Regions from separate parts of the Mus musculus genome. Here region 2 is linked to region 1. The links are chromatin contacts, called in public HiChIP or PLAC-seq maps. All regions are on one chromosome and are shown on one strand. Each heading gives the region's core, a stretch centred on a gene start, on an enhancer-like site or on the middle of the called end of the contact. The rest is flanking DNA. Distances are from core to core; before and after follow the strand shown.

What was found. HiChIP or PLAC-seq counts read pairs in DNA pulled down with a chosen protein or histone mark.
Region 2: a contact with region 1 is called in an H3K27ac HiChIP or PLAC-seq map of embryonic stem cells, with 6 read pairs. The contact joins two enhancer-like sites. A contact is called at or near these places in 1 of 15 datasets of contacts at CTCF or cohesin (the NIH/3T3 cell line), 5 of 484 Hi-C or Micro-C datasets (the AtT-20 cell line, CD4 T cells, bone marrow-derived dendritic cells and 2 more), 4 of 115 datasets of contacts at active chromatin or transcription factors (embryonic midbrain, embryonic stem cells and extraembryonic endoderm stem cells) and 4 of 9 other capture datasets (adipose tissue, embryonic stem cells, liver and 1 more).

Annotation. Positions count from the first base shown.
Region 1 is chr9:56,899,765-56,903,137 of GRCm38.p6, forward strand. Cspg4 (chondroitin sulfate proteoglycan 4) reads left to right here. Exons shown (of 10, transcript NM_139001.2): 10 at 1-106. Among named protein-coding and RNA genes, the nearest start is that of Snx33, 27 kb to the right of the region's middle. Within about 2 kb of position 1,662, at least 77 of the 459 cell types and tissues checked have an H3K27ac peak or open chromatin away from gene starts, as enhancers often do. A contact at or near this core is called in embryonic stem cells, where this site is marked.
Region 2 is chr9:57,011,045-57,014,417 of GRCm38.p6, forward strand. The region is part of intron 1 of Ptpn9 (protein tyrosine phosphatase, non-receptor type 9); the gene reads left to right. Among named protein-coding and RNA genes, the nearest start is that of Ptpn9, 18 kb to the left of the region's middle. Within about 2 kb of position 1,522, at least 11 of the 459 cell types and tissues checked have an H3K27ac peak or open chromatin away from gene starts, as enhancers often do. A contact at or near this core is called in embryonic stem cells, where this site is marked.

The DNA of each region.
Region 1 (3,373 bases), core at 412-2,911:
TCACCTGTACAGGCAGATGGGCTGTTTGTTGAGATGGGACCAAAGCCCTTACGCTACAGGGAACGTCAGGGAAAAATAAAAATAAATAAATAAATAAATGCTCCCAGCCATAGACTCCTTGGCCTGGGTTTTGGCCTCCAAGGCCCTATTCCTCCCCCAGCCTCCTTTCATTGTGGCTGCAGAAGCAAAAGTAAGGGACATGGGGGGTGTCAAAGTTGGGGACACAGTGCATAAAGGGAAGATTGGACAGGCAGACTTTTGTGTGGAACATTTTACAATCTCCGTCCTTCAGTAGGAGAACCCAGGTATTTCTCTAAAGGAGGGGAACCAATGCAGACACAGGAAAGTCATACCCCCTAGAGCAGATCATTCAGCTAGCAATGGGTCATGAGATCCCAGGTCTCCAAAAGAAAGGCCATTATGTGAGCCACAAGGCAAATAGAATCCTCTGGCCCTTCCTACAAGAGGATGATGCAAGATCAGGGGCAATGGAAGCAAACTCTGGCCCAGGGAATTATCTGGTCTTGAAAATGGGCTGAAGTCATTAGAAAAGAAACATAAGCTGAATTGATGTCTCTTGCTTATAATCCCAGTACTTAGGAGGCAGGAGCATAAGAATGAGTTCAAAGTCTTTTTAAGATTACTTTTTTTTTGTATATGAATACACCATTGCTCTCTTCAGACACACCAGAAGAGGGCATCAAACCCCATTACAGAAGATTGTGAGCCACCATGTGGTTACTGGGAGTTGAACTCAGGACCTCTGGAAGAACAGTCTGTGCTCTTAACAGCTGAGCCATTTCTCCAACCCCAAAGTCATTCTTGACCCTAAAAAAATTGAAGGCCAATCCGGCTCTCAGAGATCCTGTCTGAGCAAAAGGGAGGAGGCAGTAGGTTTCTGTGCTCTGGGAAACCGTGGGACTCCACGAGGCCTAAGAACAGGAAGTTAGAGGTGAAGGGCAGAAAGCAGCCTTTGGCAGCTGACCTGCTCTGGGGGCTAGGGTTTCCTCTGCACGTGTCCCCAGTATCTGTAACATTTGAGCCTCGCTCCTGCTCACCACCCTGCCTGCCTCCAGACAACACTCTCTCACGGCATCGTGTTCATTTTAACATCCGGCCCCCTCTCAGAGACGTCAGGCAGGAAACTTGGAACCAGGTGGATTACCAACAAAAAGATCTCCAGAGGGACAGGAGGGACAGGGAGACAGAATCAGAGAGGGTATGAGACCCAACTAGAGCCACACAACAGAGTAACGATAGATGAGACCCAGCAAGGCTTCGGTGGTGCCGCACTGAGAACACTGCCGTGAAAAATCATTTCCCACCCCTCTGCCTTGTACCTCCCCAGAATATAGCCTCCAGAAATACTCTGTGTCTTAAACTGCCAACACTAGTTTCCTTTTTATAAATGTGATGTCTCTGCTCTCGAAGACCAAGAACATCCCCGTATAACACTCACAGCTCCACCTTGCCACTCCCAGGAAGTTAAGGCTGGCTCCTCAGGGCCTTGCTACCATGAGCCAGTCTCCACCCAGAGTAAGGAGCGTCCCTGAAAGTGTAAGCAGAGATGTGGGTGACAAACCTGCCAGGCAGGATCTGCCCTCATCTCCTGTTTCCCCTAGAGGACTGACAACACCCTCTATTCACACAGCCTGCCCTGCCCTGCCCTGCCCCCAGGCACTGGCACAGGCTGACACTGCTCTGCTGCTCCGAGCCTGGGCTAGGTGGTAAGCTGGTACCCAGACATTGTGCCCACAGCCGTGCTGGGACCTGAGTCTTTCACGACACAGCCGAGCGTGTGTGTGTGTGTGTGTGTGTGTGTGTGTGTGTGTGTGTGTGTGTGTGAAACCCTTTCAAATATACTCCTAAAACTTAAGGGCAGGGTTCCTTCCCCTCTACTAAATAGTTCACAGAAGCTGGAGATAAAGCTTACTGGTAGGATGCAGGGCTGGAGAGATGTTTCAGTGGTTATGAGAGCCAAGTCTGAACCCCAACACCCACATGGTGGCTCACAGCTAACTGTAAGTCCAGTTCTGGGGATCCAACACTCCCCTGTGGCCTCTGTGGGCACCAGGCACACACATGGCACACAAACATACATGTAGGCATGTATGCTTAAAAATTAAACCTTTAAAACAAACAGCCGGGCGTGGTGGCGCACGCCTTTAATCCCAGCACTCAGGAGGCAGAGGCAGGTGGATTTCTGAGTTTGAGGCCAGCCTGGTCTACAAAGTGAGTTCCAGGACAGACAGGGCTACACAGAGAAACCCTGTCTCGAAAAACAAACAAGCAAACAAAAAGCAAACAAACAAAAAAAGACAACTACATCATCTTTCCTTTCCTAAGGAGCTTGTTCTTCCTAGGCTCTGGAAATAGATAGGAACTTGATCTGTAACCAATGTTTATGATGTTGAAAACATCACCCTCTTTTTTTTTATATATATACCTACACAAACACACATGGTTATATATGTGAACATGGGTTTTCTCATAACATTTGGACACACAGCGCAGAGATCAGTACTTGTCTAGATAATATGCAACCTATGAAAAATGTATACCAGCTTTGGAAGCATGTGCCCTTTGCCTGTGGCCCTCCCAAAGGCCTAGGAGCTACAGGGTCAGGACATTCTACCCATTAAAGGACCTATACAAACATCGTTGAAAAGAGAAAGCCATTTGGTGGTAGTGCAAGCCTTTAATCCCAGCACTTGAGAGGCAAAGGCAGATGGAACTCTGAGTTCAAGGCCAGCCTGGTCTACAGAGAGAGTGCCAAGACAGCAAGACAAATAGGGCTACACAGAAAAATCTTGTCTCAAAAAAAAATTTTTTTAAAAGAAGGAGGAGGGCTGGTGAGATGGCTCAGTGGGTAAGAGCACCCGACTGCTCTTCCGAAGGTCCAGAGTTCAAATCCCAGCAACCACATGGTGGCTCACAACCATCCGTAAAGAGATCTGACTCCCTCTTCTGGAGTGTCTGAAGACAGCTACAATGTACTTACATATAATAAATAAATAAATCTTTAAAAAAAGAAAAAAGGAGGAAGGAGGAGGGGTAGTAGAAGAAGAAGGAGGAGGGGGAGGGGGAGAAGGAGGAGAGGGAGGAGGAGGAGGAGGAGAAGAAGAACCCATGGGTATAAGGATCCCCAGATCTCTAGACCCCCAAGCTTGGAAACTGCCTATTGCCTAAGAGTCTAAAGAAGGGAGCCCATTAAGAAGCTGACCCTTGGGCTGGTGAGATGGCTCAGCAGGTAAGAGCACCTGACTGCTCTTCTGAAGGTCCAGAGTTCAAATCCCAGCAACCACATGGTGGCTCACAACCATCCGTAATGAGATCTGACTCCCCCTTCTGGAGTGTCTGAAGACAGCTACAG
Region 2 (3,373 bases), core at 272-2,771, 110 kb after region 1:
CTTTACAGTTTACAATATGTAAATTGGGTTTAAGTTCCTGGACTCTAGGACAGAAAACAAAATAAAACAAAATGGCATTTAAAAGATCTCAGAAGGTGTTTATATTAGGGTATTTATTTTGTTAGCCCTTATTACTCTAACTGAAAGGCTCAAAATTAAAACAAAGCAGAACATTAAGGAAAAGAAATCATCTTGGAGGCCTTATATTGCCTCCTTAGTTTAATTTAAAAGGATGCAGTGGTGATCAGAAGGACTAAGAACTTTTATGGGTGCTGCCATCCTTGGTTTATGTCATGAGGTTCCAAGATGGTGGCCAAATAAAGTGGCTGCTTCCATCTTGATGAAGTCACTAGCAAAGATGGTGGTAAGCCACATGGTTGTTTTTTTTTTTTTTTTTTTTTTCTCAAGGTGAGTCCAGCCCCTGTCAGGCACAAGTTCCAGTAGGATCCACCCAAGTCATATGTGGACATATGTTCTCTTTTCTCTACACAGACACTTTAGTTAGCCTGGATAAAGAAGGAAGTAGTTTCTAGGGCCTCAGCAGGTAGGCCCCAGTTAGCAAAATAAAGAAATCATAGGACCAAATCGCATAGTCTCTCCTCAGAGTAACCACAGTCAGTTTGAAGTCTCTCAGCTTTTAGAGAGAAGAAGAGAAGAAACTTAGCCATCATCCAGTTTTAGTTTGAAGTAATAGTTGGTCCGTCTCACTCTTAGCAGAGACAGAATAGGAGGTATAAGCACTTTGAAAAATCCAAAGCTCTGACTCTCTCTGGGTAAAGAGTAATTTTAAAAATTTCCCTAAAAATGTCTCTTTGTCAGACCACCTGGATCAGGTTTGGTTTACCCTGGCTAGAGTGAAGCCCTAGGTTAATAATGTATTAATAGTGTTTACAGATCTCTTCTCCCCCCAACCCCACTCCTGTCCCTCACCCCCAAGCAGGGTTTCTCTGTATAGTCCTGGCTGTCCTGGAACTATCTTTGTAGACCAGAGTGACCTCGAGCTCAGAGATCTTGCCTCTGCTAAGTGTTGGGATTAAAAGCATGTACTGCATGGCAGGATCAGTTTTGTTTTCTTTGCCAGTTAAAGAATTAAAAGCCAGGAAAGATTTGAACTGCAGGAGGTGGCGCACGCCTTTAATCCTAGCACTTGGGAGGCAGAGGCAGGCAGATTTCTGAGTTCAAGGCCAGCCTGGTCTACAGAATGAGTTCCAGGACAGCCAGGGCTTACAGAGCAAACCTGTCTTGAAAAACAAAACAAAAAAACTTCCCCCAAAAACAAGAGGTGGCAGCAAGAAACTTCAGGCACCGCAAACAGAACCAGCAATTGAAGGAAGGTGTTTGTTGTTGTGTAGGTGAGGAATCACACATTGAGAGACCTCAGAGGGGGACTTGGGAAGCCAAGAAATCTTGTCTCTTCTCCTGGTCTGGGCTTTTAAAGTCTCTGGAGAGATTTCCTCCCTACTTTAGGGTTGGTCACTTAAAGACAGGATGGGTGATTAATCTCCAACTGGTGTGACTGGTCCTGAGCAGTCCTTGACTTGTTGAGCCAGTCTACCAGCAGGGGACCTACTGCTGGAGAAATAGCTACCAGGCCTTTGTTTCCAGTCAGGAGGATGAGGAAAATGGTGGCAGTCTTGGAAACTGACCACATTCATCTAACTACAGCCCCTCTATCCGTGTTTACCTACCAGGGAGTCTGTCTTCCATAAGGACAGAACACATTTTAGTATGTGTTAGAGGTAGGGAAGTTGTGTGGAGGTGGGTATTTGGAATTCATTTTAGGACTATATGCATGCCACAGGCACTCTACCATTCATCTACACCCCTAGCCAAATTTAGTATTTCTAAGTGAATAGGTATTTTCTATTCGTCAGGTGGTAGAGACATTGGGACTTTAACACTTGGATGTTGGAGTGTTGATAAGCCTTACTCCCTTCCACTGGAAGGAAGTCATTAATACTAAAGAGCTTTTCGTGTTTAATAGCCTAATTAACTATGGCCTTTCCTTATTGCATGAAGCTTAGGGAAGCTTTGTTCAGCCTTGATGTCCCATTGTTCAGTTCTCAGTGTGATGTAAATCTTCTATTTTTTTTTTTTGGTTCTTCAAGACAGGGTTTCTCTGTGTAGCTCTAGATGTCCTGGAATTCACTGTGTAGACCAAGCTGGCCTCGAACTCAGAAATCCACCTGCTTCTGCCTCCCAAGTGCTGGGATTAAAGGCATGCCCGGCATGATGTAAATCTTTTAATTGTACTTAGCTTAGGTTCTTGTACAGTGTGGAGTATCTGTGAGTTCCAGGATAGCCTGGGCTATGGTGTCATTTCCCTTTTTTTTTTTTCCCCAAGACAGGGTTTCTCTATATAGTCCTGGCTGTACTGAAACTCACTCTATATACTAGGCTGGCCTCAAACTCAGAAATCTGCCTGTCTCTGCCTCCCGAATTCTGGGACTAAAGGTGTGCGCCACCACTGCCATGCTATGGTGTCATTTCTTTAAAAATCTAAAGAAAATGGGCTGTAGATATGGCTCAGTGGTTAAGAGCTCTGGCTGATACTCTAGAAAACATGGATTCTAAAGTTCTCTATTCTAGAGAACCGCCATACCCAGCCTGCAACAGATGTAATAGAAAAATGTCGGTTTAGTTTAGAAATTAGTGAACTTGCAGCAGTGTTGCAAGTTTGTGTGTTTGTTTAGATCCTGTTTCTTCAGTTACCTGGGAGATTGATGTGAACTAAGAGGGATTAATAGACACCAAAAGGGCAATAATTTACAGTGAACGAAAGATGGGGAAACAGGCAGGAAATGCATGTAAGTGATAGTATTAGTTTTTTGGTAGGTTAGATCTTTTCCCAAAGGAAGAGCAGTGCTGTTTGAACTGTGACCCCTTGCAACTACTTAGAAGCCAAGATTTATTCTAAAATTGACCTTCAGCTGAAATAGTTTCTAAGCTGTGACTCATCTTTTGGCCCACTCCTTTTTTCACCAGGAAATACATTAAATATTAATTTGAAGAATTTCAGTTATCCATCATGAAGAATATGTTGCTTGTCAGAGTTACTAGGACATATTTTTCTGGCAGTCAATAGGGCAACCAGTGATTATTTGTGTGTATGTATATATATATATATATATATATATATATATGTGTGTGTGTGTGTGTGTGTGTGTGTGTGTGTGTGTGTGTGTATATACAACTGACTAGTTGTGCAAAATCCATGTGTAAGAAAATATATAAATTCGAAAGGACCCAGATGTAGCTGTCTCTTGTGAGACTATGCCGGGGCCTAGCAAACACAGAAGTGGATGCTCACAGTCAGCTAATGGATGGATCACAGGGCTCCCAATGGAGGAGCTAGAGAAAGTACCCAAGGAGC